Regions from separate parts of the Mus musculus genome. Here all the other regions are linked to region 1. The links are chromatin contacts, called in public promoter capture Hi-C maps. All regions are on one chromosome and are shown on one strand. The core of a region is the stretch at or near the end of the contact, and the rest is flanking DNA. Distances in the headings are between cores, read along the strand shown. Region 1 holds the start of Naa25 (N(alpha)-acetyltransferase 25, NatB auxiliary subunit). Region 2 holds the start of Zcchc8 (zinc finger, CCHC domain containing 8). Region 3 holds the start of Diablo (diablo, IAP-binding mitochondrial protein). Region 4 holds the start of Vps33a (VPS33A CORVET/HOPS core subunit). Region 5 holds the start of Clip1 (CAP-GLY domain containing linker protein 1). Region 6 holds the start of Rsrc2 (arginine/serine-rich coiled-coil 2).

What was found. Promoter capture Hi-C pulls out the DNA fragments that hold promoters and counts their contacts. Capture Hi-C pulls out chosen DNA fragments and counts their contacts.
Region 2: a promoter capture Hi-C map of pre-B cells shows a contact between it and region 1, with 5 times the contacts expected there. The contact joins the promoter of Zcchc8 here to the promoter of Naa25 in region 1. A contact is called at or near these places in 2 of 39 promoter capture datasets (liver and pre-B cells) and 1 of 115 datasets of contacts at active chromatin or transcription factors (astrocytes).
Region 3: a promoter capture Hi-C map of neutrophils shows a contact between it and region 1, with 5 times the contacts expected there. The contact joins the promoter of Diablo here to the promoter of Naa25 in region 1. A contact is called at or near these places in 2 of 39 promoter capture datasets (liver and neutrophils) and 1 of 9 other capture datasets (liver).
Region 4: a contact with region 1 is called in a promoter capture Hi-C map of pre-B cells, with 2.8 times the contacts expected there. The contact joins the promoter of Vps33a here to the promoter of Naa25 in region 1. A contact is called at or near these places in 2 of 39 promoter capture datasets (liver and pre-B cells) and 1 of 9 other capture datasets (liver).
Region 5: a promoter capture Hi-C map of liver shows a contact between it and region 1, with 2.1 times the contacts expected there. The contact joins the promoter of Clip1 here to the promoter of Naa25 in region 1. A contact is called at or near these places in 2 of 39 promoter capture datasets (liver and pre-B cells) and 1 of 115 datasets of contacts at active chromatin or transcription factors (embryonic forebrain).
Region 6: a promoter capture Hi-C map of adipose tissue shows a contact between it and region 1, with 2.2 times the contacts expected there. The contact joins the promoter of Rsrc2 here to the promoter of Naa25 in region 1. A contact is called at or near these places in 3 of 39 promoter capture datasets (the C10 cell line, cranial neural crest and pre-B cells), 1 of 115 datasets of contacts at active chromatin or transcription factors (astrocytes) and 1 of 9 other capture datasets (adipose tissue).

What each region holds. Positions count from the first base shown.
Region 1 is chr5:121,395,925-121,400,971 of GRCm38.p6, forward strand. It overlaps Naa25 (N(alpha)-acetyltransferase 25, NatB auxiliary subunit), which reads left to right and starts at 2,071. Exons shown (of 24, transcript NM_172722.4): 1 at 2,071-2,138. The coding sequence starts at 2,081.
Region 2 is chr5:123,719,248-123,723,935 of GRCm38.p6, forward strand. Zcchc8 (zinc finger, CCHC domain containing 8) reads right to left here and starts at 1,797. Exons shown (of 14, transcript NM_027494.3): 1 at 1,476-1,797; 2 at 245-287. The coding sequence starts at 1,683.
Region 3 is chr5:123,522,754-123,527,752 of GRCm38.p6, forward strand. It overlaps Diablo (diablo, IAP-binding mitochondrial protein), which reads right to left and starts at 1,411. Exons shown (of 6, transcript NM_023232.3): 1 at 1,318-1,411; 2 at 502-628. The coding sequence starts at 1,367.
Region 4 is chr5:123,571,467-123,575,975 of GRCm38.p6, forward strand. It overlaps Vps33a (VPS33A CORVET/HOPS core subunit), which reads right to left and starts at 1,549. Exons shown (of 13, transcript NM_029929.3): 1 at 1,414-1,549; 2 at 11-76. The coding sequence starts at 1,515.
Region 5 is chr5:123,681,114-123,686,213 of GRCm38.p6, forward strand. Clip1 (CAP-GLY domain containing linker protein 1) reads right to left here and starts at 3,248. Exons shown (of 24, transcript NM_019765.5): 1 at 3,139-3,248.
Region 6 is chr5:123,748,007-123,752,582 of GRCm38.p6, forward strand. Rsrc2 (arginine/serine-rich coiled-coil 2) reads right to left here and starts at 1,408. Exons shown (of 10, transcript NM_001005525.2): 1 at 1,283-1,408. The coding sequence starts at 1,288. Kntc1 (kinetochore associated 1) reads left to right here and starts at 1,720. Exons shown (of 64, transcript NM_001042421.1): 1 at 1,720-1,818.

The DNA of each region.
Region 1 (5,047 bases), core at 821-3,320:
TGTAGCTTCAAATGGAGGACGGCAGAAACTTGCTGGCTGCCAGCTCAGCTGAAAAAATAGCCAGCTCCACGTTCAGTTGAGAGACCCTCTCTCAGGTGAATGGGATGAGGACTGACAGAGAAGGACAAACAGCCACCTTCTCTCGCCTCTTCAGGTACTCATTACCCCCACACATGTATGCATACATACAAAAATACTGAAAACATTCTGTGTACTGCCTGGGTCTATGTAGTTAAAAATTCTGAGCCTAGGCAAGTCCTCTGGGTGTGTGCTGATTCAGGCGTGTGTATGTGTGTATGTGTGTCATTTTGAATGTAAACTTTAATTTAAAACATGTGTATAAGCATTTTGTCTGCATGTACAACTAACTGTGCAGCACCTGTATCCAGTGCCCAGAGGCCAGAAGAGGGCCTCAGATTCCCTGCAACTAAAGTTACCGACAGTTGTGGTGCTGGGAACTGAACCTTGGTTTGTTTTCCTTCCATTTTTCCTTCCTTCCTCTTCCTCCTCTTTTTCAAGACAGGGTTTCTCTGTGTAGCCCTGGCTGTCCTGGAACTCACTCTGTAGACCAGGCTGGCCTCAAACTCAGAAATCCACCTGCCTCTGCCTCCCAAGTGCTTGGACTAAAGGCGTGCGCCACCATGCCCTGGCAGCTTTCACATTTTTACAGTGGATTACAACCTTTCTGAAGCTGCAACCTTTTAACACAGGGCCTCATGTTGTGGTGACCCCTACCCCCAACCATGAAATTATTTCATTGCTACTTCATAACTGTAACTTTGCTCATGTTACCAATTGTAAACATCTGAAATAGAATGAATGAGGGTCACGAACCACAGGTTGAGAACCACTGTGGTAGACAGAGAGACCCTCCACACTTTGGGTATTGGAGTGCCCACACACATATATACAGAAACACACATGAAATAACCAATGGTAAGCTTTTAAAACTTGTAAGGGACACATTCAAACAGTTATACATCTGTACAGGGTACTATGTATTGCCCCATACTTGTATACATTGTGTAATGTTTAAATCCCTAAGCTAAATCAGCTCAAACATGTACCATTTCTTCTCCCTCTCTTTTGAGACAGGGTCTTCCTATGTAGCTAGCCCAGTCTGGCCCTTACTAGCCTCTTGTCTTAGCCCCTTCAGTGCGGTAGTTACGGATATACACCTTACATACCGCTAAAGCTACAAGATTCACTGGTCTGTGAAAGTGTTACAAACGCCAAATCCAGTTACATGCAGCTGGAGAAGAGGAGCCATGAACTGAGGGAAAAATTGTTGGGGCAAGGAGGAATGCCAGCCAAATAGGGCAAGCAACCACTTGGTGGGAGAACCTTTTTATTTTTATTTCTATCCATTTCTTTATAGGGACAGGGTCTCTACATAGCCTTGGCTGTCCTGGAACTCATTATGTAGACCAGGCTAACCTCGAACTCAAGGAGATCCGCCTGCCTCTGCCTCCCGAGTGCTGGGGATACCTTTAGCTCCTTGTCATTATCGCCGCCCAAATAGCACTCATAACTCTGGGCCGTGCGAATTGTAAATCTGTACAAAGAAAGCTCATTATACCGTCTAGTGCCGTGGGAATGTTAAAAGCAACCTACTTAAAGAGCTTGCACTAGTGTCTAGCCACGCACAGCACTGAGTTCAGGGAACGGGTGGAGGAGGGCTCGCAGGCTTTTTCTACAGTTTCACTGTTGGGCAAGCACGCTCCCAGGGCTCCCACTCAACAAGTTCCAGGTTGCTTCACCATCAAGGGCCAAAACCAACTGGTTCTTCTAGCTGTTACAGTCAGTGAGATTAAACCGCACTCTCTCTCCACGCCTTCAACCACAACAACCGCCCCTGGGGTCCCGATGACTCCGCAGGCAAAAAAAAAAAAAAAAAAAAAAAAAATCAAACCACAGCGCCAATTAAAGGAGAGGCGAGCCACCCTTTCTACGCAGGCGCACTCCGCCGTACCTCCCCTCCACTATCGCGATAGGTCGGCGAGCTCGACGCTGGCCCTTTAACGGCCCCTTCCCGGGGGCCTGCTCAGCGCTTGCGCACTGAGGTTCTGCGCTTGTCATCATGGCGACGCGGGGCCATGTGCAGGACCCTAACGACCGGCGCCTCCGGCCCATTTACGGTGAGTACCCCGGAGTCGGTCTGTTAGCCACCGCGGCGAGACAAAGCGTGCCCCGGTTCGGGCGAAGGCCAGGGAGGGTCGCTGGGGTCGCGCGCGGGGTGGGGCGGCGAGGGGGCGGACCGCGCGGGGCGCTAGGCCGCAGCCTCGCCCTCGCTTAGGCGCGGACCCCGGCGTCGCTGGACCCGGAGGCGACAAGACAACGGTGGGTGCGCGCCGCTGTCAACTCTGTGCGGATCGCGCCGCCGCTTGGAGACCAGCGCTCCCGGCAGGTTGTTTTATTCCAGCCGCTCCCGAGGAACCCCCGCGCGGTCTTTTCTTGCAGGTGACAAGCGGCTCAGGCGCGACGGTGGGAGCGCTCGCCTCCGGAAGGGAGATACCCCAGTGATGATTGCTCTGGGTACCAGGATGAGGATCCGGGGAGGGCTGTCTTACAGAATGTAGTCTAAGTGCACGTGGGGAAACTGAGACCCGGAGAAGGGAAGGGGCTGATGCAAGGTCACTGAGACCCGAGTCCCATCCTGATGCAGGAACAGCTGTTCTGGGCACACGTGGGAGGCGGGGGGGAGGGGGTCGCGGGCCCCGAATAGCGGGCAAGAGATGGCAGGAGCTGGTGTTGCCGGAGCGGCCGGCCAGGCTGCTGGAATGGAAGGTTTTTTGTTTTTTTTAACCTTTCAGCACCGTGTCTGAGGTTTATTCTCTGCCTCTTGACTTCCTCGTGCTTTTGCTTGCGTTGAACCCTCCTCACGGCGCGCATCCCAAACCCCGCAGGCTTTCAAGATGTGTCTTTATCGTCATCTTCCCACCGTAATAGAATAAAAAGAATCACCAAACTGAGTCAGAGAGAAAACACTTTGCAGTGACTGAGATGTTCTGTTATTGGAAGCGGTGCCTTATTTATTTATTTATTTATTTTATTTAATTTTGCCATGTCTCGCTCGCCTCGTTGATGGTTGTATGGTCTTGTCTCAGGTAATGATGAGGAAGGAAGCTTTATCAAGGTCAGTGCTTTTTTTTTTTTTTTTTTTTTGGCTACAGCAGACCTCACGTTTTCAGTGTGGCTATGGGTTTTGGGCTCTTTCGTTTTTAGGGGTTTTCCTCTCCCCTTGGCAGAATGGGTGCTTGTGTCTCTAGCAAATTGGTACATATGTGGGTTCTTGCTTGCCAGTTTGATGTCTGTGCACCACGTGCATTCCTGGTGCTTGAAGAGGGGCATCAGGATGTCCTGGATCTGTAGTTACAGACTGTTGTAAGCCAGGGTGTAGGTGCTGGGTCTGGAACAAGACCTCTCTATGTAGCCCTCGACTGCGTGGAACTCATAGAAATCACCAGCTTTCTGCCTTCCGAGTGCTGGGATTAAAGGTGCCACCAAACCCAGCTGCTCATTCCTTCCTTTTTTTTGAGACAGGGTTTCTCTGTGTAGCCCTGGCTGTCCTGGAACTCACCTTGTAGACCAGGCTGGCCTCGCTGGCCTCGAACTCAGACATCTGCCCGCCTCTGCTTCCCAAGTGCTGGGATTAAAGGCAGGCACTACCACTGCCCAGTACTCTTTTCTTTTTTTAAGTAACAGGTCTTGAACTCCTTAGGTGGACCAGCTGGACTCAAGCTTTCAGCTCCCCTGCCTGTGGCTCCCAACTGTTGGGATTACAGTCACGTGGCCCTATGCCCAGCAATCATACTTTCATATATGTGTGTGATGAAATTCTTTTTTTATTCCATTTGATGAAGAAATGTTTTTTGGGCGTGTGTGTGTGGTGGAGTGTGGTCACATGAATGACACTGTGAGCCTGTGGAGTTCAGAGGACACCATGCTAGAGGGAGTTGGTTCTTCCCTATCATAAAGGTCCTGGGCTATCGTAAACGTTATCAGGAATGGTGGTAAGTACCCTCACCTGATGAGCCATCTCTACAGCCCTTGGTGCTCTGTTGTGTGATGGCTTACCTTCCCATCACTTGTTTCTAGCAGTAATGGCCCTGTGGGTAATCATAATGAGTTTAGAAAACTTAATCCAGTCTGTGCCCTTGAGCTTTCAACACACACACACACACACACACACACACACACTCCCCGTAGACAGCTGGAGCAGGAATCCTATTGCTCTTATGTGATTTATCTAGCTCAGATACATCCTGGACTTGGGATTTGAACTCCAGGCTCGGTGTCTTAACCACTGTGTTAGAAGTTGCGTCATGTTGATTCTTCTAAGATTGCAGGGGTGGGGCCTATCGGGAAGAGGACTCAGATTTCCCCATGGCTGCACATCCTGCCTTTGCAGTCCCCGTGTGGACCAGGCTTGTCTCTGACTTTCCACTGTCCTGCTTCTGGGTAATAGAAAGTAAAACCTAAGTTAAGGGTTCATGGTTTGTGAATCACATCCTTACACAGACAAGGAATGTTGACTTCTCCTTTTTCTGAAAAGTCTTTTATAAAAAGACTAAACCCTTTTTTTTAAAGAATAATTAGATTTATAACATTGTTCTTGAAGACCAAGGGGAACGTTATTGGTCTTATATTCAGTTATGTTTTGAATTGCTCAATAAAAAGTACCATTTCACATTGCCAAACATCAGGATATATTTATTAATCAGAAGCGACAGGTCATATTCTCAAAGTGAAATCTGAATTATGTGGCTTTTGTTAACAGCTAGTAGAGAGTAGAGGAGGGCTTCTGAGGGGCTAACATAAAGTGGATAGGCCTTGCTACAGACTTCGTACTTAGAGCTCCTGAACTGTGTTCAAACACATCAATGCTCCCAAACAACTGGTAATCCTCAAGTCCAGACAGTACTAACTGACCCATGAGCAAGCTCATCTGCTTGGAGCTCAGCCATAGATTGATGTTCAGTGCTGAGAGCTAGTCACTGTGGGAACTGGAGACTGGACAGATCCGTGGGCTCAGGCGGTAAGCAGT
Region 2 (4,688 bases), core at 547-3,046, 2.3 Mb after region 1:
GCTTCTCTGAATTGTCAAGCAAAAATTTCTGGATTGAGGAAAAAGACCCACTAAGTCTGTTTAGACATTTAACCCACTTACCAGAATTCCTTTATACCCCTAAGTCAACAATAAAGAACCGTTACTGAATTCTTCATTGGATTCTGAGTTGTGGATGATACAAAAATTCCTTTTTCTACAAGGATGCTGTGACTAGAGAAGGAGAGCCAAGAGGCAGCTCGTGTGTAATTTCAAGATGTCATACCTGGGTCTTGTCAGAATGTTCAACTTTCTTTTAAGTTCTTGATGTTATTACTGGTTAAGGAATATCAGTCCTCAGGACATAACAACCAACCACTAAAACTTTCACTTTTGTTATCCAAATGACATAAATGTAAAGGAAGGCCCCGTAATCAGTACTTTGAAGGAAAAACACTGGGTACATGTTTTGCCGAGGGCAGGACAACTGGACCTGAACATTAAATAAGGTCTTCATCTCTTTGAACATATATTCTAAGACATGGTCCTGGAGTTCAGAAACAGTCTAAGAGATGAACCAAAAATTTCAGTTAGACCGCGGTGTTCCCGGAACAAGTTGAAGCAATTAAGAAAAATTTCCACGTCAAAGCATAAAGATAAATGATAAAGTTAATATAGCAAAATGTTTGCAAGAATGTGAGAGAACCCCTACGGATATGAAATACACAATCCTTTCAACTCTCTAGTATTTTATAAATTTTCATAATAAAGTGTGTCACGGAAAATGGTTTCATGAAAAAAAAATCAGACTTGAACTTCAAAAGTTGACATAACAACCATGCTCAGGGTTCAGGCTAAGTTCCAAAAGGAAAGTTACCTGAACCAAAACTACCTAAGAACGGGAAATTAACATACTAGCAAACCCACAAACGTTATAATCACGTTAATAAAGTCAAAGGGAATTTTGGCGCGTTTTTCCCGGAGCACCGGGAGGCAAGTTAGCTCAAGAAATCAAAACGATCTGGACAATTTAGCAAGTCTCTTCGCATGCTAAATCTTTAAGGTCGTCCCCCCCGCGCCCCGATTCTCCATCACAGTGGGCACTCGTAGCTTTCGTCCCTCCACAAATCATCCCACTCCCCGGCTGCGACGCCCCGCACCTTCAAACGCACAACTACACTACGACTCGTCTCTTCTCGAGCTTGGCACGCAAAGTTAGAAAACACGGTGACCTCCAAGACCGGGAGAGAAGTGTCTCCAGTGTCACAACAGTTGAGAGCAGCTTTGAGTTGGGGGGCCAGGGTGGTGTGCACTGGAGGACGCTCGCGGGGAAGGGATCGCGCGCGGGCCGCGGATGCAGCTTCTGCAACCGGACCGAGACTCCCGCCCGCCCGCCAGGTCGCGGGAGGAAGGACTTCGAATGCTAATCTTCTTGGAAATTCCGCCGTGTCCCCCGCCCGCCGCCACCCAGACCCCGAGTGCCAAGTGACACCCGGCCCATCGCGCCGGAAGGATATTCTCGGCGCGGAGCTGCTCGATGGTGGCCTCGCAGCGCCGGAGCTGCTCCTGCAGCTCCGCATCGCCCACCCCGTTCTCGTCGTCGTCGTCGTCCTCTTCCTCCTCGTCGTCCTTGAACCGGGTGTGAACGGGCTTCGGCGTCGACTCCTCTGGTGGGTCAAACGCCTCGAAGAGCTCTAGGTCGCCAAAATCCACACCGGCCGCCATCTTGGGCTGTGGGAAAGCTTGGAGGGCAGGGGGCGAAGGTTGGAGGCCAGAGCCGCTCTCCCTGGAGGCTTTTCTCCACACACAGGCCTCCAAAGCCGTCTAGGGGCGGGTCCTGGACGGAGACTACAACTCCCAGAATGCCAAGGCCGCCCTCATGCCTCTTTCCGAATGGGCCACAGAGCGTGGCATTCTGGGATATGTAGTTTCTAAGCGACGGGACTCATTGTTTGCGTTGCACACTGGGATTGCTCTTTTTAAAAAAACGGTTCTGAATGAGTTAAAACAATATGGATTGTCCCCGTTAGGCGTTTAAAGCTGAAGGAATCAAAGCCGGATACATGGCTTTGACAAAATGTGGTGCGGTTCCCCAGCGTCGAAAAGAGAAGACAGGAACTCTACCTTTGCCGTAGATAAATGTGCTCTCAGACACAAGCCACTTTATTTTGCTTGTTTCATTTGTAAATGAATGAAAAATGAAGTTATTCCACTGCCTACTCTCATGAACTCCTATCAGGGACGAAACAAACAGAAAAACCAGAAAACCCTTTATTATGTTTCTACTTTCATATGCCGCTGGATTTGAATGGATATTTTCGTCATCACATGTTAAAATCACCGGAAATTATAACCTGTAACAAATAATGTCAGGTTAGTTATGGTCTCTGTTGGAGGCCAGCTCCTGTAGCGCGTTTAGTGATCCAAGGAGGGGTTGATGATATTAATGTAAATCAGACAGACAGACACAAACACACACACACACACACACACACACACACACACACACACACACACACGGTGAAGCAAGGCTTCAACAAGCGTCAACAACTTTATTACTTCTCCCATAACTTATATCTTCCAGCAAAATCTCCCAAGTAGTACAAAGATTACAATGTGGCTACATTTTGTAAGTGAATGATTATAATAAATACACAAGCAAAAAAAAAACCCCAAAAACAAAACAAACAACCCCCCCCCCCAAACCCAGCATGTTACACCATACCTTTTACAAGATTGAAAGTCTTAGGTATTATAAGTGAAAAAAAAAATTAAATAAATTATAATAGATTAAGTGTAAGCAAGCAAGCTACTTTTTCTCAGCCAGTTCTTGTACTACCAGGCTACAATTTGCAGTTATAATGAAAAGATCAATTATTTATCTTTTAAAATAATCTTATAAAAGAGTATTTAGAATCAGAAATCTAAGCTTGTGTGTGTGTATGGTGTCTGTGTGTGTGTGCACGCATGCACACAGAGGCAAGGTTTTTCTGTGTACCCGTGGTTGACCTGGAACTTCTGTGTACCCATGGTTGTCCTGGAACTAGCTCTGTAGACCAGGCTGTCCTCAAACTCACCAGCCTCTGCCTCCCAGGTCCTGGGTTTAAAGACTTAAGCTACCACCACCTTCCTACTTTAAATCCTCAGTTGTACACCCACTCACTGATTTTTTTTTATCAAATTATATCAGGAAGATAAAGGTAAAAATAGATACAAGTAATTATCACTTGATGACCCATCCAGCCTTAGCAAGAAAGCCACATAAGCTAAGAACTAGCTCAGCTACCATTGTTCTTGTTCCCTGACCTCAAAAAAATTCCTGGTTCAACTTTCAAAAGTATACCAGTCTGGATATTAAATTGTTCCCCAAAGTCCTATATATCAAAGCAAAAACTTTTTTTTTTTTTTTAGTATTTTATTTTTATTTTATACGCATTGGTGTTTCACTTCATGTATGGCTGGATGAGGGTGTCAGGTCCCATAGAACTGGAGTTACAGATAGTTGTGAGCTGCCATGTGGGTGGCATGAATTGAACTCAGGTCTACTGGAAGAGCAGCCAGTGCTCTTAACTTCTGAGTCATCTCTCCAGTCCCTAGCAAAAACATCTTAACCTAACTTATACTAACAATTTACATCTCCGAGTTCTTTCTGAGGGTGGGGGTTGAATCATGAACCTGTTTCAGCAGCATTGCTTGAAAAACATCACTCATCAACAGTGCCAATGACACTGCCCAATGAGTGGTTGGAAGCCCCTCAGAGTTTTCCTACAGTTCTTAGATTATGAGGGATGAGATGACTGTGAGGGGAACAAGCAGAGTGAAACCTCCACACCACCACGGAGTCCTCAAAACATGTAGTTCTCAGCACACCTATCGTGGTGTGCTAACCGGTGGGCCAAGTTCCATGGGTTAGCTCTTTTTTCTTTCTTTCTTTTTTTTTTTTTTAAGATTTATTATTATATGTAAGCGCACTGTAGCTGTCTTCAGACACACCAGAAGAGGGCGTCAGATCCCATTATGGATGGTTGTGAGCCACCATGTGGTTGCTGGGATTTGAGCTCAGGACCTTTGGAAGAACAGTCAGTGTGCTTAACCGCTGAGCCATCCCTCCAGCCCCGCATGGGTTGGTTCTAATGCTGTTCTGCTTTTCCTCCTGTGGCTGAGATCAGGTGGCATATTTAGAAACAGGAATTCAAGGCCATCTTCAGAGACAGTGTTTGAGATGTGCCTGAGCTACAGCAAACATCCTGACTTTTCCCTTTAAGAGATAGAAGGAAAAAAATGAAAATGAAAAATGAAAATGAAAAAAAAAAGGGGGGGGTAAAAAGTAAAAAAGAAAAAAAATACTGTTAGTGTTAGTGAAGAACTGAAATATGAAAGATTAAATGAGCGAATGCATGCCAAGTGTAGAGAAGAAAATGAAGATCTGGGGGCCTGGAGAGATGGCTCAGTGGTCAAGAGCACCTACTGCTATTCGTAGAGATCCTGAGTTCAATTCCCAGCAACCACATGGTGGCTCACAACCATCTGTAATGGGATCTGATGCCCTCTCCTGGTTTGTCTGAAGACAGGTACAATGTACTCATATACAATAAACAAATCTTTAAAAAAAAAAAAAGGAAAGAAAGAAAGAAAGAAAGAAAGAAAGAAAGAAATGAAGAACTGGGTTTGTCAAAGCAGTAAATAGGGTGGGAAGGCAGAGTGTAGCAAAATGACCCTCTTACACTCGG
Region 3 (4,999 bases), core at 161-2,660, 2.1 Mb after region 1:
GAGAGTGTCAGATTCTCTGGAACTGGAGTTACAACAAGGTGAGAGCTGCCTGATGGCTGCTGGGAAACACATGGCTATTCCTCCCGTTTCTGCCTACCCTCCCCACTTCAGTTCTTTTACAATGCATTTTTAACCTCAGGACCCTCAAAGGTTAAGCAGCACATGTGCAAAATTTAGCCCCTTCGATTTTGGTACAAGAATAACGGTCTACTTCCCAGTTCAACTGATGCTCAGTTTCAGGGGTGGTGGAGTGGGGGCAGAATCTGTTAAGAACACTGTTTCTATAACATGAGAAAATGGGAAACGTGCTCCACTCGGAAGATGCGGGTTTAGTACAGTACATGGCATCATGGAAGGGGGTACCTATGAAAGTGTGGCAGCTTGTCCAATGCTCAGGAGTTCACTAAGACTTGGAAATAGTCTCTGGGGCAAGTCAGGGTCCGGGCGTTCTTTCCCTGGCCCCTTTACCCTATATATAATAGTCACATGACAGTCCCTTACCTGAGCAATAGGAACCGCACACAGTGTCATGCCAAATCCAGTCAACACAGTTTTGTGCCATGGTTTTATCAATTCTGAGAAACAGCGTTTCTTAGAGTTAGCCAAGACAGGAAAACGCTGTCTGTACCTGGAAACATAAGTCAAAATTTAAAAAGCCCAAAATCAATCTGTAAAAGGCTCTGTGGTCTGCAGGAGTTTTGGACCAAGCAGTAAATGAGACTAAATGAGGAAGTGCCCGCAATCTTCTAAGAAAATAAACCACAGGACGGCCAGTTAAGTCTCGGCACTCGGGAGTCAGGGGCATGCGATCTGAGTTCCACGAGCGACAGGTCAATGCGCGTGGAAGCGTCCCGCCAGGCGGAGAAGTTTCAAAGTCGCCGCAGCCGATTAGCAACTTGACGCCAACGTAAAACTCTCCGGAGTGCGCAGGATTCAGCTTTAGACCCCGGGACCTGGGTTCCAGGTGTCGCCAATGGTCGCCTCCAGCAAATCCCGGGAGCGAGCCGCTGTCGCCGGTGGCCGAGTTTACGGGGACCCGTGCTCTCTCTAACAATGCGCTGCCAGCCAACGCCGTGGCCCGGCTGTCCCTCAGTGTCCCTGGGGACCCCCCAAAGCCAGCCCCCGGGATGCGTGGGAGGAGAACCACTTTCAGGCGCCCGTCCCTGATGGAGGACGAGGGACGAAGGCGGGGGCCCGCCTCTAACTTCAGAAGAAGGCGGGACGCGGCAGCACCACGGCCCGGGGCCGACGCACTGGCCGGCACGGCGCTCCCGGTTCCTCTCCGCCGCCGCCCGCCCTCTGCTACCGCGGCCGTACCTGAACAGAGAGCAGACGCTCCGAGTCACCCAACTTCTCAGAGCCGCCATCCCGCGGCGGACCGACGCCGGACGCACGCGCCGGAAGTGACGCAGCATAGCAAGCAGAAGCGCAAGCGAGGCGGGGCCCAAGGAGCCCGGAGCTTCATGGTCACGCCCCCAGAGGAGGACGCGGTTGCGATTGGACAAACGGAGTGGGCGGGGCCGGGACACCAGGAAACCGCTCTAACGGTCGCACCTGGCTTCCAACCGCTCCGACTTCGTCGCCGGTCCCCGCAGGCTCCAGTGCACGGGTGCTGAAGCCGGGTCGCGCGCCGTGACGCGGGCAGCGGGCTGGGGGGCGAGGCGAGGCGGGGCCGCTCCTGGAAAGGGAGACTGTGTGGCCAGGGAGGGGAAGCTCGGAGCCACGGCGAGGCGCGGTGGGGCGGGGCGGAGCAGGGCGGGGCCGGGGCGCTGTCACTTCAGCACCAAGAAGTAGGTGGTCCAGCCGGCCAGCAGGAGCGCCCCGATGAGCACAGTGTAGCTGAGGAGCACGAAGGCGAGCAGCTCCCGCAGCAACTGCAGCACGTGGATGGTGGACGAGGTCTGCATCGCCCTGCAGAGACCGGGAGCCTGAGCACGCACAGGCTGCACGCAATGAACAGTACTCTTCCAAGGCCAAGGAAGCCCAAAGTGCTATTCTCCCCTACACTGAAAGTCTAAAGCAGTAGTTGCCCCCCACTCTCACTGGCACTTGAACTCAGACAAGGGAAGGAGCCTGGTCTTTTCCAGTCCTGACTCTGTATTAGGCTCCAACCGCCCTCTCTTCCCACCATCTCTTGCATTTTTAATGGAGCTGGTGCCGCTAATGGGCTAGTGGAAGACAGTTTTATTTTCCCTTCACTCAAGCCGCAGCCCTGTCTATGGCCCTGTCTCATAGTGGAGGGGAAGCAGCAGGACATTGCTCATTCCCTCCGTCATTCCCCTGGCCTTGTCGATGATAGATTTTAAGGATTTTTTCTTGTGTGTGCCCCCAGTATGCTTGCCTAATAGCCAGTCAGGATTAAAATTGAAGGGTGTCAAGTGATGGGTACTAACTCGATTTCACTCATATCTTTCTTGATATGCTTTATGCATCTGCCCTTAGCTAATTTCACCTCAGATGCTAAGAGTCACAAGCTAGCTCAAATTCATTGCTGCCTTGCCTAGCAGTTACCATCAATGGCAGCCTCTAGTTTCCCACTCTTCCCAATTTACTTACTTGGCAAAGTTTCCACGACTCTTCCACCTCCACAGCTTCCACAGCCGCTCTCAGGTATGGTGAAAGTAGACTTGTACGCACTCCAGAGATCTGGGCAGAGCTGAGAGGTCTTCAGGCAGCTGGAGCACTCAACAACTAGGTGTGGTCTAGCGACCAATTACAATCTCTGTGTGGTTTCTGAGCTCCCAGGGAGCTGCGCACAGGCAATGCCAGACCAGGCGGGGCATTAACAGCCCTGCCCGCCCTCTGCCTGCATTACCTCCACAGCCTACAGGATGAGGCATCAGCAGTTTCCAGGACTTCTGACTCAAATGGGCTGAACAAGTGGTACACTAGGGGGTATTTCAAGCCCCTTCTTGTCTTGCTTGTCTAAATACTACAGACAGGCTGTACTTCCAATACTGCTAATACTGAGAGCAGCCCAGTTAAGTCTGGGATCTGGCAGAACCACTACACATTCACCAAGACTATCTTAGTAATGGAAAAGCTGCTGTTTTAAGAACGACAAGTGTGAACATGAATATGTGTGTGTGTGAGAACCATAGATGATAGCCCCAGAGCACGTGATCCTAATTTACAAAGTTTAGCAGTTTGCAAACTCAGTGCCCAGGCACTTTCCCAGTATAGCCACTTCTAAATTCAACGACAAAGGTGAGGCCCAGAAGGAGCCAGCTGGGAAAGCACAGAACATGTTCCCGTTCTGATGGAACAAAGGAAAAGTGACCAGGAATAGACAGCGCATCCTTCTGCTTGTACTCGATTATAAAGACTATTATTGACCTCTGAGAAGCAGGCAGTGTGGATGGCAACCCTTTTATAACATCATCATCCAGAAGCAAATGGCTGCTTAATGTAATCAGGATCTCTTATTATCAAATTATTGCCTGGGCGAAGTCTGGGCAAAAACGGGGGCAGGACATCTACACACAGCTCAAGAAGCCAGGGAGTAGTAATTGCTCCCCCAGAGGCCTGGGCAACTAAAGGGCTCCATGTCCTGCCTCATCACCAGAAGGACAGGATGCCTGCCGGGATGTATACTACCACCCAATAACCAGAGTGACAGATGAAAGGGCCAAGTTGTTCAAAACAGGCCTCTCTTCCCTCCTCGCTCACACTTCAAATGGATCGATCCCTCAAGGCAGTTCTGTGTCTTATATTTAATAGCAATCTGCAAACCTGCAAGCTGGGGTATTTTATAGCAATAGATTAACTGAAGCTAAGAAACAGGACATGGGAGCCGACAAGGTGGCTCAGTAGGTAAAGGAGCCTGCTTTCAAGCTTGATGACCTGGATTCAGTCCTCAGGACTCAAATGGTGGAAGGAGAGAACCAACTCTTTGAAAGCTGTCCTCTAGTTTCTACAAGTGTAAATGTGTGTATGTATGTATGTATGTATGTATGTATGTATGTATATATATATGTATATATATGCATGCATGTATATATAAACATACTATACATACACACACACTACATAAATAATAAAGAACTACAACATGGCATAAAATTCACTGTAATCCATCTATAAATGATGAGAATTTTTCCATACTGCCCTTTGCTTCCACAGTCTGGCAAGGTGTCCTCTATGCATCAGATCTGAAAGTACCACTTACAACCTAGAGACAACACTGTGTCTGTATTCCCCTCTTTCCTTTGCTTCAGATACTTAGTTCATTTTGCTGTTTCAAATTTCCTGTGCATTAAAGAAAGGTTCAGCATCTTTGGCCATCAGGGAAATGCAAATTGAAATGAGTCCATCTTACACCTTTTAGAATGGCTATGATCAAAAACATAAGTGACAGCTCCTGCTGGCGAGGATGAGGAGCAAGGGAGCACTCCTCCACTGCTGGTGGGAGCGCAAACCTGGAAGGCACTTAGGAAGTCAATACGGTTTCTCAAAAAATTGGAAATCAATCTACCACAAGACCCAACTATACCATTCCTGGGCAAATACCCAAAGGACACTCCATCCTATCAAAGGGACACTTGCTCAACTATGTTCATAGCAGCTTTATTTATAACAGCCAGGAATTGGAAACAGCCCGGATGCCCCTCAACCAAAGGATGGATAAAGAAAGTGTGGTACCTTTATGTACTAGGGTACTGCTCAGCTGCTAGAAAAAAACAATGACATCATCAAATTTGCAGGAAAATGGATGGAACTAGAACGAAATCATCTTGAGGTGACCCAGACCCAGAAAGACAACCATGGTGTGTACTTAACATAACTGAATATTAGCTGTAAAGTAAAAGTTATAGTCGACAGACCCTGAGAGACTAAGCAACGAGGAGGGATGGGGGTTGGGGGCACATGGATCTCCCTGGAAAGGGGAAATAGATTTCTTGGGTGGGGGTATGGGAGCGTTGGGGGATTGGGAACAGGAGGGATCGGGGCAGGGGGAGGGAGAGAGAAAATACTGGGACAAATGAGTAGAATTGGGGGG
Region 4 (4,509 bases), core at 299-2,798, 2.2 Mb after region 1:
TGCATATTACCTTTAGTAGTGAGTACTGTGCGATCAGTCCAAATGGTCCTGTTAAGTACTCATCCCACACTATTGCCTGTAAGAGGGGAGAAGCACTCAGAAATTCCACCACCAGCAACAGAAAAGGCAGTTATAACCAGTAAGAATATAATTTTATAAGGTTTAATATTTTCCCTGCCCCACCCCCACTTTAATTATGTCTAGTTGTATGTGTCTGTGCCTGGGTATGTGCAGGTGGGTGCGGTTCCCCTCAGAGGCCAGATCCATCAAATTTCCAAGGATCTGGGGTTACAAGTGGTTGTCTGTAGGTGCCAGCAACTGATCTGGGCTCCTCTGGAAGAGCTACACTCCCTCTTCACCTCTAAGCCACCTTTCCAGAATATTCTTCTAAAAGTTAGAGTTAGGATTTTTAAAGGCTCTGGTCACATTATAGCCTAAGGGTCGAAAAGAACCTTCCACAAAGGGGGAAATTTCATGATACTGGCATCAAAGATCCCTGCTTCCTCCAGGAGAAACACTTTGTAAACCTGGTCCACACAATCTATTATATCTGATTTCGACATCATTTTCAGTTTAATACTGCCCCCTGTGATTTAATAATCTGCCTTTTTGACTCAATGACTTAGTTGGAGCTATGTTTACAAAACTGATTCTTTTTGGGTGGGTGGGGGTAGGGAGTGTTCTTGGTTTTTTCAAGACAGGGTTTCTCTGTGTAGCCCTGGCTGTCCTGGAACTCACTCTGTAGACCAGGCTGGCCTCGAACTCAGAGATCCGTCTGCCTCTGCTTCCCAAGTGCTGGGGCTAAAGGCGTGCGCCACCACTGCCGGGCCCAAAACTGATTCTTTGAGCATCTGTTTTGTTTTTTTCTTCAGATTAGAACTTCCCATTCCCTGTAGAGGGATGGGGTATGATTAATAAATCTCAGAATAGAGGGAAAAAATGCTTAAAAGAAAACCTCACAGCATGGCTCATGCCTGTAGTGCCAGAGGCGAGAGAAAGGAGGAGTGCCGGCAGGAACAGTCTATATAGCCAGGAATAGGCTCAAAAATAAAATGGAGAGCCGATCCCAGCACTCAGAGGCAGTGACAGGTGGATCTCAGTGAGTTCGAGGGCTACACAGCGTTACCCTGTCTCAAACACTGAGAGGAAAACAGGAAGAAAGGAAATTCTATGAAGTCCCCGATCTAGACAAAAAACGATCCATGTTGAAGTTACGAAGTGACAGCTTGTCTTTCACAAGCTGTGTGCCGAGGGCTGTGGGCGTGCGTGCTTCCAGGCTGGAAAGGACAACTGTCTCGCAGGTCGGGGAGCTCCCGGCCAGGGGCTGTCACTGAGCGGGCGACCTGATCGCCCCCACGGCCTCGCACAGTCCCGCCCGGCCAAGCTTGGTGGCGCCGGGGCCCTGTCCCTCACCTTGCTCCCAGCGCACTTGTCCAGGAACTCGCGCAGCTCCCGACGCACCGCCTCGCGCAGCACGTTCAGGTTCACTCGCCCGTACGACAGGTGCGCCGCCATCTTGCCCGGGCACCCGCATTTCCCCAGACGCCGCCTGCGTCACGTGACGGGACGTTCACGTGATCCGAGTCGCTGAGGCACATTGAACGCGAAAGGCGGAGTCCTGCTGACAGTGATGCTCCTTCAAGGTCCTAGTGCGCATGCGAGGAGGAGTCCCCTCCCCGCCCCTTTCTAAAGTATTTCCCTACCATGCCTAAGAATGGTGAGCAGTGAAAATTGACTTTGTTTGTTTGTTTTCGAGACAGGGTTTCTCTGTGTAGCCCTGGCTGTCCTGGAACTCACTCTGTAGAACAGGCTGGCCTCGAACTCAGAAATCCGCCTGCCTCTGCCTCCTAAGTGCTGGGATTAAAGACGTGAGCCACCATCCCCAGGTCTTAAGGATGGAATTTAGATGTTATTTGTCGCGTTTAAAAGCACCATCCTTGTGTCTTCACAGCTAGAATACTGGTGTAAAATGGCGATCGAGGCCAAACTACAAAATGCACCTTACTACACCCAGTAAGTGGTTCAATCGCAGAGCAAGCTTATCTCTCCAAGTTCAAGGCCAGCCTGGTAAACATAGCGAGCTCCAGGACAACCAGGGCTACACAGTGAGACCTGTCTCCACATAAACAAACAATAAATGGACTGGAGAGATGGTTCACCAGTTAAGAGCACCTGCTGCTCTCCCATAGACCAGGTTCCCAGGATCCACAGTATAGCTCGTGACCATCTGTAACTCCGGTTCCAGGGTGTTGTGTTTTATAAAACAAGAAAAGGAAGCCAGGGATATGCTTGATAGAGTGAGGTATGGTGAGGTGGAAGGTGGTGCCTCTGCGAGCTTATGCTGAGACATCCCTTCCCCATGAGGTAACAGCCATATGACGGATATAGTATGGAATAGAGTTTATTTAGGGCATGGGGAGATGGGGAGGGGAGTTGAGGAAGGAGGTGGGGAGGGGAGAGGAGGGAAAGGGGAAGGGAAAGAGAGAGGGGGAGAGGGAGAAAATAGAGGCGTAGAGGCCGGCCAGGAACACGTGGAGACAGACAGGAAAGGGGAAAGGAGAGAGAAGGGAGAGGGAAGAGAGAAGGTAAGAGAGTGGGGGGGGGGGGGCCGCAAGCAGCCTCTTTTATATTGAGTCAGGCACACATGGCTGTTGCCAGGTAACTGCGCAGCAGAGCCTGGAAGAAATGCTAACACGGGATCTAGTGCCCCTTTCTCACCTAGGAGAGCAAGGCACACAGCACTGATAGATACTTTCAGGCAAACACAGTTTAAAAAATAAGAGAGAGAGATGGCTTAGTGGGAACACGCTGTTCTTCCAGAGAACCAGAGTTGGGGTTCCAGCTCAAAACTGCCTGTAACTCCAGCATTCCAGTTCCACATCCTCTATGCCCACTTCTGATCTCCATGGACTCACGGCAAGTTAATGATACTGAAGTTGAGAATAATAATCTGTTGCAAGGTATTATTCTTATTTATATTTTATGTAAATGAATATACTATCACTCTTCAGACACACCAGAAGTGGGCATCAGATCCCATTACGGATTGTTGTGAGCCACTGTGTGGTTGATGGGAATTGAACTCAGGATCTCTGGAAGAGCAGTCAGTGTTCTTAACCACTGAGCCATCTCTCCAGCCCCCACAAGATATTATTTACAATGTTTTTTTTTTTAAGCATCTGTGTGGGGAGACAGTCATTTAGTAGATATTCAAAGGCAAACACTAACACTTTTGAGAGTTTCTAAAGAGTTGTGGATTACTAATCAGAGATGGAGTAGCACAGCCTATAATCCCCACTGGGGAGGCAGAAGAGGAGGAGAGTAAGTTGTGAACCTGTGTGGTCTACATAGTAAGGCCTTATCGCAAGGTCTGGGGATATAGCACAACGGTACAGGTACAGTGCTTGCTAGGGCTTGAAAGGCTTTTGGTTTGACCCCAATCACTAAGTAAATAAATAAATAAATGGAATCAAACATTGCTGTAACCAGAATACTGAAGCTTACGTTTCCAGTTCTCATAAGAGTCAGTAAAAAGAGACAAGAATACATTATTAAATTATTATTAATTATTAAAAACTTACTTTTAGGGGCTGGAGAGATGGCTCAGCGGTTAAGAGCACTGACTGCTCTTCCAAAAGTCCCGAGTTCAATTCCCAGTAACCATATAGTGGCTCACAACCATCTGTAATGGGATCTGATGCCCACCAGGTGTGTCTGAAGAGAGCCACAGTATACTCACATACATATTATGTGTAGGTGTCTGTGTTTGTCTGCATGTGAGTTTGTACACATGAGTGCAGGCACCCTCAGAGGCTAGAGGCGTCAGATCCCCTGGAAGCGGACTTATAGCCATGGTTGCTGGAAAACCAATAGCCGGCCTCTGGAAGAGCAGCAATGCTCTTAACCACCAAGGTGTGTCTCAGCCCCACCAAGAATGGAATCTTTAAGTTGTGCTGTGTTCAGAGAGCTAGTGACCTGAAAGGGTGATACAGGGGTGGGGAAATGGGGGTGCACCGGGCCAGCCAACTGTGAGTCCAGTGTCATCCCTCTGGTTAGGAGGTCAATCACATTAACCTCTTATCACCTGGATGCCTGAGCCCAGTCTGCCAGTGTTGCTAGTGTTTGTCCAAGGCCATCTAGAAAGCTAACACAAACAAGCTATGGATAGATAGTACCTGCCTGTGTGCTAAGCTAGCAATGACTTGTGTGCGCACATTCCTTGTTATGCTATGGAGTGTGGAATATCTGCTCCCATCCCCAACCCTGTTCGTCCCAATGACATCTTTTTTCTTTTTAAATATACGAATAAAGCAATGGACAATCCAATATATTTAACATTTGAATGGCTCACAAAGTGCTTTGAGATAAGATAGCAGTTATTTCTCTTCCTCTTCCAGCTTCTAACAGGATCTCGTGTAGTCCATGCTGGTAGTGAGCTCACTATGTAGCTGAGAAGGACTGAATCCCTCTCCAAAGTACTGGAGTGACAGATGCCTGCCACACATGGCC
Region 5 (5,100 bases), core at 1,998-4,497, 2.3 Mb after region 1:
GTGCTGGGATTAAAGGCATGCACCACCACTGTCCGGCTAATTCTCCCTATTTTTAACCCAGTCTCGATCACAGCAGAAATCTGGGCATGGGAGTCAAGGTTTATAATGCAAACTGCTGCAGAGACTGAGGGGGAGCTGAGCAGGACAACACATGAGGCCCCGCCCCCACCCCAAAGCCAGGTACGATGGCTGCAACCTGGAATCCCAGCACTCAGAAGGCTAAGCCAGGAGGACTGAGTTCCAGGTTAGCCTACTGCACAGGGAAATCCTAGCTCAAAACAAAACAAAACAACAGATAAAGGGGGGAGGGGGGTGTGCATAGAGCTGCCTGGTGTATGTGAGAAGCCTGGGTTTTCATCTCCAGGATGGATGGAAAGACAGATGAATGAATGGATGACATGTTAAGTTATTCTGAGTCTTTCAGTATCTTAACAAATATTTTCAGAATAACAGCCTGAAAGGCTTTAAACTGTTCTCCAAGCTCCCAATATCAAGGCCTTTGAGCTTTTCTGGTTCCTCTTCATATGATCCCCGTTTTCTTTAGGGACCAACATCCTCTAACTTCCTTTTCATCTCTACTCAAATCATGTTCCCAGCCGGGTCTCTGGAAACCCTATCTGAAAGTCCCCACAACTCTAACCATTATTTACAAGACTTCATATTCCTTCTCCTCTGGTTTGTACATTTTTTTTTCTTTACCATCTATGACATTCTAACTAACATGCAACATACTTATATTTAATCTGCTTATCGTCTGTCTTTCAAGTGGAAGAGAAGTACCGAGAGGATAAAGCTTGGTAAAGCTCTTCAGGGTTGTGGCACCAGCATCCAGAAGGGCAGGTGGCACAGGAAATGGCTCCATGAGTATCTGAGGTGTGCAAACTGAATAGAGCTCATTACACAGACAGACCACAGCTCCATAAGCAGCCATCGAAGGGTCCGTAACACTTCACCAATACTGAAATAACAGGCATGCCATGACTAATAACACTGACTCTTATGTTTGTTTCTTTTTCAAGTCAAAGTTTCCTTTATAAGCCAGGCAGTGATGACACCCGTCTTCAATCCCAGTACTTAGGAGGCAGAGGCAAACTGGTTTCTGTGAGTTCAAGGCCAGCCTGGTGTACAGAGTAAATTCCAGGACAATAAAAGCCACACAAAGAGACCCAGTCTTGAAAAACCAAAACTAAAAGAAAAATTAAAAATACTAGTTTTTAGAATGTATTAAATTTCTTAAAGACAAGAACCAGGTTGGCTTATTTTCGTGCTCAGCAATGACTGAAAGAGCTGAGAATAGCAAAATCCTCATGTTCAGAGATACTACCAAAGTTCCCACCCAGGTTCAATGTTTACCTCTCTAATCCAGGCCTAGGAGGAAGCCTAACCACTTCCTCTGAACCTCAGCAAGAGTCCCAGGCTCTCAGCTGAGCAATCACCCACTTCCTTGGCTTTCATAACGTCCAGCCTTGCCTTTTACCATTGATTCACTGCCCTAACAAACTAACTTAGCAGACTGAGGTACAGTTCTTGACAACATCTCGTATTGGCTGTGACTCTGACCTTTCAGTGCCCTCCCTGTAAAATGACGATGACAGCAACCTCCCTAGGTTGGATGGATTACATGAGATAAAAACAAAAACAAAACTCTGCACTTGCCCAGAGCACGGTCAGAAGGAGCCCTCCATAAACCCTAATTGTTATTATTTCAAGAGGAAGAAATGCCCCAAGGCTGAGGAGCAACAGTCCTGAGGATACTTGCAAAAGAGCATCATTACGCCTAGAAGCCAAACGCGGCTCTCCTAACTGGGAGCCACAATTAGGAATAATAATCATAAAATCCTAGCATGAGAATCACCAAAGCACCACCGCATAAATACTAACAGAGCCCCAAGCAGACAGACAGACACAGTCCTGGGCCTAGAAGAGGCTAGACTGCCGACTCACACCAAAATGAAAAAAAACAAAAACAAAAACAAAAAAAAAACCAAGGAAATGACAGAAACATATCCACTGTCTTAATAAATAAATAAGTAAATAAATAGAAACAGTAGTTGGCAAGTTTTTGCTAAAAAATGGGTATGCACGTGGATTCCAGACTTAACGAGTCATTTCTTCATACCAGAGAGGTGGGGCTGGGCAGGGAGGAAGGGGGTGGTGTGCGGTTTCTGCCAGATGGGAAAAGCCACATGAAGCGGAGAGACTACGGGATGTCAGGGCAGGACTCCAGACTCAGAAAAAAATAAAAATAAATAAAAATTAAATAAATTAATCCGATATTCTGTTGTTCTCTCCCCAATAACGCAACACCTCCAGGTTCGAGACAAACCACAAGGCTCTCTGCTTTTAAAATAGTCACCCCATCCCCACCCCCAACCCCGAACAAGTGTCATCTGTCTTCCGCGCCAACCCCCGACCGCGCTGGCAGGTTCGGGTTACCGGGCAGCGGTGATTTCAGAGATCTGGCACCCTGTTTCGCCCTTCTACCTTCACAGAGAATCACGCTCCAGGGGTCTGAAGGAAAACAAAAGCCCGGGGCCGAACAGCCAGGGACCGGGAACCGGGGCCCGAGCCGGGCCGGGCTGAGCCCGAGCGCCACGGGGCAAGGGCGCCCTCCATGCCGGCTCGCGGCCGGCCACCCGGCGTCCCGGGCCTGCCCGAGGAAAGCTCGCCCAGATGGCGAGCGGCGGGAGGCGTCCAGGGCAACAGGTCGAACCGGACCCGCGGCCTCTGGGAGCGACGGAGCCGTCCCCGGAACCTCCCCCTCCAAGAGCTGGGGAAGAGGACGCGGGCTCCTCCGAGAACGGCTCCCGAGGCGGCGCAGGGACAAGGAGTCCACGCTCCATCTTGAGGCGGCGGGAGGAAGGCAGGCAAGGCCCCGGGCCGCGGCTGCCAGGGCCCGGACGCGCGCGGCTCGCACGCAGCCAGCCTTCCCCGCAGCCACGCTCTCCCCGCGCCCGCCACCCTCCCGGGTGCGTCCGCGGCTCCTCGGCCGCCGTCCCGGTGCGTGGCGGGAGCTTGAGACGAGCCTTCCCTCCCGGCGTTTCCCTCCCGGATCCCCGGGCGGCGGGAAGGAGCGGAGGGAGAACGGGTGGGACGGCGAGGAAGGAGAGATGGAGATGGGGCCCGCGCTTCGCTCACCGCCTGGGACGCCGCTGGTCGCCGTCACCTGCCTCCCAGCAGCAGCAGCAGCAGCCGCCGCGGCCGCCGCCTCCCGCCTCCCCGGCTCTTCGGCTCGGGGCGGGGAAGAGAACGTGACGCGCTGCCGCCGCCGCCGCGGGGCCGGGAGAAGACGCCGCGCCGCCCCTCCCCGTGCCCGGGCCGCTGCCGCCCGCGAGCTCCCCTGCCGCCCCTTTGTCTGCCTGCTCCCCTTGCGAGCCCCTAAATCCTCCACGATAAGGAGCAAGATGCCGGGGGACGGACCGAAGGGCCTGCAGACGCGGGTGCCTTGGCATTTCAGGCTTCTCCCTGTTTCCTAGCCAAGTGTGCCCAGAATATGCAAGTCACCCCGGATGGCTACCCGTAGACTGGACCAACCGCAGCCTGCCGTTTGGGGATGGGATGGGGTGCGGTTGGAGAGTGGGGGAGCTGATTGATTTCATTGACCTCCCTTTCCCGCCTAGAGCAGGGTGATAAATCCGTTGCCCCAAGTTGGAAGGGAGATGCCCATAGGCAAGCTCAGCTTGGGATGAACGGTCTCTGCTCTCCAGGAAATCACTGAGGGGTTAAAAAAAAAAAATCCTTTGAGATGAGCCCAGGGCTGCAGCCCAGTTAGTTTAAGAAAAGCGTCTTTTATTCGCCCCAGTCGTTTGGACAGAAGCCCAGGTTAATGTCCCGTTCGGGCTCCTCCCCAAGCAGGGATCCCCTTGTCAAGCTTTTGAAAGGGACTGGAGAGGACGCTGCAACAGCCGGCTCAGGGCTGCGCTAGCAGAGGGCGGCCAGCATTTCGCTCCCATGGACCATGGCAACCCCAGAAGTTTTGCAGCTCCCGGCAGAAATCTGCAGCTGTTGGAAGCCCAGGTTTCTGCAGTGACTCAGTATTGATGGAGAAGGGGCCAAGGAGGAAATATTCTGAAGGGCGACCTCCCTTCTTGACCTTTATTTAAAACACCATTGTGTCTGGGCAAACAGGCACCTCAGAGAGCCCAAGAAGGGAACTCCACTGGAAATGCACAAAGTAAATTTCATCTGCAGACCCTCCTGTCCATTTAAGCCTTAAATCACACACACACAAAAATAATCTATTATTCCACCTGAGCCTGATATGTGAGCTCCAAGGTCAAGAGGTGAGAGTACCCTGGGAACCCAGAATTCATTCCTACTTAGGCAAGCAATACTTACCCGCTGATCTGAGTACAATTCAACTCTGTTTTTCCTCTCTTGGTTATTCCAGATGGTTTCTGTGTGTAATAGCCTTGGCTGTCCTGGAACTCTCTTTGTAGACCAGGCTGGCCTCAAACACAGAGATTTGCCTGCCTCTGCCTCCTGAGTTCCAGGACAGCCAGAGCTACACAGAGTATACATAGAACCCTGTCATAAAATTTATAATAACAAATAAATAAAATATTTAATAATAATAATAATAATAATAATAGCAGCCAGGCCTATTGGTGTGCACACTGACAATACTAGCCTTCAGGAGTGGGAGGCAGCTGAATCTCTTGAGGTTAACCTAGCCTGCTCTACATACCATCCAGGGCTATATCCTGGCGATGAGTAAAAATGTATTGGGGTGGCAGCAGCACACGCCTTTAATCCCAGCACTCAGGAGGCAGAAGCAGAGAGAGCTCTGAATATAAGACCAGCCTGGTCTCCAGAACGAATTCCAGGACACCCAGGCCTACACAGAGAAACACTGTCCTGAAAAACCAAGAAAAAAAAAGTGGAAATGATGAGAGAATGACAAACTGCTGTTTAGAATCCCAGGATGAGCTCTCAAAGAGAACCAGCCAATGACCACAAAAGCTCCATTCAGCTAACCAAGAACAGCAGTAGGCACCATCCTGCAAACTACACTCCAGGCCTTCTCAATAGACTAGGGCTCTGAGTACAGACGGCTTTACAATGTGGAGGGTGACCAAAGTCACTTATAAGGTTGCCATC
Region 6 (4,576 bases), core at 158-2,657, 2.4 Mb after region 1:
GCTGTCCTGGAACTCACTCTGTAGACCAGGCTGGCCTCGAACTCAGAAATTCACCTGTCTCTGCCTCCCAAGTGCTGGGATTAAAGGCGTACGCCACCACACCCGGCAAATAATACCATTCTTGAAGTATACTAAGAGGCCCAAGACACTAATCCCACAATTTAAAAAAGCTTGCCTACTCTTTGAAAAGTCAAAAAAAAAAAAATCATTCTAAATTCATCTAGAAAGAGGGTAGTGAGATGCAGAAAAACTACCTGTACCATTCTAATTTCAAATACTCCAACTATCAGGAAAAGTAAGCCTTATTTGCAATATGAAGTTAAAACCTGTCAGTAAAAGGAAATACAGAATGCTTACAAGAATATTTTCTTTCGAAAACCAGAAACAAATTATCACAGGCTAATATGATTCATTAGCAATGAGCATAGTATATATCCAGGGCAGGCTTCCTGTTCAGGTCTCTTAGATACGGCTTCCATTTGGTTCAGGAAGGGGGTCTTAAACAATGCTGCGGTTCTCAAAGGTTTCGGAGTTCGGGGGCAGCATGGCCTACAGAGCGAGTTTCAGGACAGCCAGGGCTACAGAGAAACCATGCCTCAAAAATAAAAACCCCAAAAAACAAAAAAAAACCAACCCCCCCCAAAAAAAAACCTCATAAATCGCTTTAAAACATAAGGGACTGGAACTAGATAGACTTTTTTTTCCCCTCTTTAAGTGAATCCCAGTTTCAACCAATAAGGTTCGCAAAACTAGAAGTAGCCCTATCACTGAGGGATCGCTCAAAGATAAATAAACAAACAAATAAAAAGACTGTGTCCTCCTACACTGCGCCTTAAGGAGCCTGCCTTTTGACCCGATGCGTCCCAGAGGATACTTCTGGTCTTTTTTTCCTTTCCGGTCAAATGCGATAAAGCGCCAAGCATGAACGCAGAAGCCTTAGGAAACGCAAAGCCTAACACCAGTCTGGGTCAAAGAGCTAAACCCCACAGTTCGGTGGGCTTCTGGAGAAATACTGGGTCAGGGAAAATGATGAGGAAAGTTCTGGAGAGGGAAAGAAAAAACCAAGCCATTCCCTGCGGCTCCCCACCCCCAGCCAGACGGCCTTACCTCCCCCTCCCTGCAGCAGGAAGCCATGATGGCGAGCGCAGCGAGCGGCCGCGGCGCCATCTTGTCCACACACAGGCACGGACAACAGCCCTGATGAGCTGGTCGCCCACTCTGTGTTAAAGAAACAAACAAACAAAAAACCCAGCCTGGCCTTCGAGCTCCACTTAGTACCTACCGCCATTATTTTTTTGAGTCCCGGCCGCTAAGGCGGCGCCTCTGCTTGCCCGCACTCAACAGTACTGGCCGCCTCGAAGCTTCGCCACAGACTGAATCTCTTGCGCGAGAGACCCGGATGGCACAAGAAAAAAAAAAAAAAAAAAAGGGGATGAGGCCGGGCCAGGCGCGCAGCTTGCTGGGAGAAAAAGTGGGTGGCGATAAGAGTTTCTATAACAACGCGGTTCGAGGCGGTGATTGGTTAGTCTCTCGAAGGGCGTGGCGTGAAGCCTACGAAGTGGGTGGGGCCAAGGATACCTCCCAGAATGGATGCTCGGTATCGGGAATTCAATTTAGTTTAGGGCGGGGCGGTTTCCGCGCTCAATTTTGAGCCAAGTTTGGCCTGCTCCGGCCTCCGTAAAAGGGGTTGAGCACGGTATTCTCCCGCCAATTCAAATCAGTGGCAGGGAAGGTAAAATGAGTAGGGGCGGTTGTGTCCGTCGGGAAGAAGTGTGAGACACTTGAGAATTCTCTTTTTAATTTCGTCAGCTGCTGCAGGTGAGACGTCAGCCTTGCGGCTCGATGGGAGCGGGAGGAGTGTTAGGTGGAACCAGCAGGGGGCTTCAGTCCGTCTCTGGGTTTTATCGATCTCTAGATGATGGCGGGAGAAAAAAATTAGAGAGGATTCTAGATGGCAGGCCGTCTGAGTTTTCGTGGATATAGCTTCATCGATAGTGTTTCATCTGATTCATGACCTTGTATTGGCTCGTCTGTTTTTTTTCCGCACTCGGTGATGTCAAAATCTGTTTATCACCTGTTTGCTCTCTTTCACCAGAAGAAAGTGTAGTCTTAAACGGGGCAGTGGTGGCGCACGCCTTTAATCCCAGCCCAGCATTCCGGAGGCAGAGGCAGGCGGATTTCTGAGTTCGAGGCCAGCCTGGTCTACAGAGTGAGTTCCAGGACAGCCAGGGCTACATAGAGAAACCCTGTCTCGAAGGAAAAAAAAAAAAAAAAAAAAAAAACCAAAACCAAAAAAACCCAAATACTTGACACAGTGTTCAACCATTTTGTCGTTGTTGTTCCCTCAAGACTATAAACCTCAGGGTTGGGAATGTTAAGTCAGTTGGTAGAGTGCTGAATAACTGGTCTAGCCTGTGGTCTGAGTCCAGACTCACAGAGCTTTGTCCTGTCTTTGCCTCCCAAGTACTAGGTTAAAGGCCAGTCTGGCTCAGAACTCAGAGATCCACCTGCCTCTGCCTCCTGAGTGCTGGGATTTAAAGTCGTGTTATGTTCTTAGCAGGAGCTCTTTTCCTTTATTCATTACATTCCTAGCCCAAATGTTATCTGCTTCCAGATAGCATATTATCAGACAATTCAAATAGAGTCCCAGGAACCATCAAAACCCAGAACAAGCAGGACGTGATAGCTCTTGACTGAAATCCCAGGAGTCTAGAGCTGAGGTAGGACGATCCTGAGTTCAAGTTAGGATCAAGACCTTTAGTTACACAGTGAGAGGCTGACTCAAAAGAAAAAGTTATTCAAAACAAAACAAACAAACAAACAACCCTTCAAGCCAGGCAGAGATGTCGCATACCTTTAATCCCAGCACTCAGGTGGCAGAGGCAAAAGGATATCTGAGTTTGTGGTCAGCCTGGTCCATACAGTGAGTTCTAGGCTACACACACACACACAAAACTCCTTCAAAACAGCCTTAGTTTTAGCTAACTCCAACATTCCCCTCCCACTCTGTGTGTGTGGACAGGATCTTGCAATACAAGCTTGGACCAGACCAAGGTTCCCCAAATTTGAAATTATTCTTCTGTCTTCGCCTTTGGCATGCTGAGATTATGGGTGTTTGCCACGATGCCTGTCTACATTATGCTCCTACATGTATACGTATATTTTCTTTACATTTATTGTGTGTGTACATTCATAGGTCAGAGGATAACATTCATGCAGTTCGTTCTTCAACTTTGTTGCTTCTTTTTTTAATTTTTAAATTTTGTGTCTTGAGTTTCTTTATATAGCCTTAGCTTTGTAGACCAGGCTGGCTTCAAACTCACAGAGATTTGTCAGCCTCTGCCTACTGAGTGCTGGGATTTAAAGGTGTGCACCACCACACCCGCCAACCATGTGGATTCTTAATGGAATTCATATTGCCAGTCAGGTTTGGCATCAAACTTCACCCTTATAACAACCATCTTGCCAGCCCTATATTACTATTTTAAAGATTAAAATTGGGGCTGGAGAGATAGCTCAGCGGTTAAGAGCACTGTCTGCTCTTCCAGCGGACGAGGGTTCAATTCCCAGTGCCCATGGGGTGGCTCACAACTGTCTGTGACTCTAGTTCCAGGGTATCTGATGCCCTCACACAGACATGCATGCAGGCAAAACATCAATGCACATTAAAAAAAAATTAGAAAATTGTAGCCACCAGCAGCCTGGGTTACTGGGTTCCTGAAAGGAAAGCTCGGGACGGATGGGAAGGTTGTGAGAGAAATAAATTAGCCAAGACCAAGTTCTCTGATCAAGGCTCAATGTTTAAAGAGCCAAAAGCCAAAAACTGTTCTTTCGTACACTGTAGTGTTCTTGAACTTGTAGGCCTCCTGTCTCTGTCTCCTGCGTGTTGGAATCACAGGCTTGCGATACTGTGCAGTGTTTATAATGTCTTAGAGATGAACATGTGTGCTAGACAAGTACATTCCTCTTCACTTTGTTTGCTGTGTTTTGAGACAGAATTTCTCCACTATGCAGCTTTGGCTAGCCTACACCATATACAGCAGCTTGGCCTTAAACTCACCGAGACCCACCTGCGTCCCTGCCCCACTCGCTGGGATTAAAGACCAGCACCTCCACGTGCAGCATCTCCTTTTAAAAAGGTTCTCTTCTATCGCAGGCTGGTTTAGAACTCATTGTGTTGTAAGGCCAGCCTTTAACCTTCTGATCATCCTGCCTCCACCTTTTTTTTGTTGGTAAAACTCAAATGATGTCTAGTGTGGGGAGGTCATACTTCCACTGAGCTGCATCCTCAGCTCCTCTCACAGGCTGGTTTTCAAAGGAAGATTTTACTTTTATTTGTGTCTGTGTGTATTTAGGTGCCTGTACCTATGGAGTCAGAAGGACAATTTCAGGTCCCCTGGAATTGGAGTTACGGGTACTTGGGTGCTGGGAACTGAAGTTCGGTCCTATCGTAGAGCAGCAAGCACTTTTAACCACTGAGCCATCTGTGTCTCCTCCCTTTTCCTCAGATGTTAAAGTTATCCAGAGTCACCTTCGTATTTTAGTCTGACTCTCTTCACAGATGATATGAGTTATA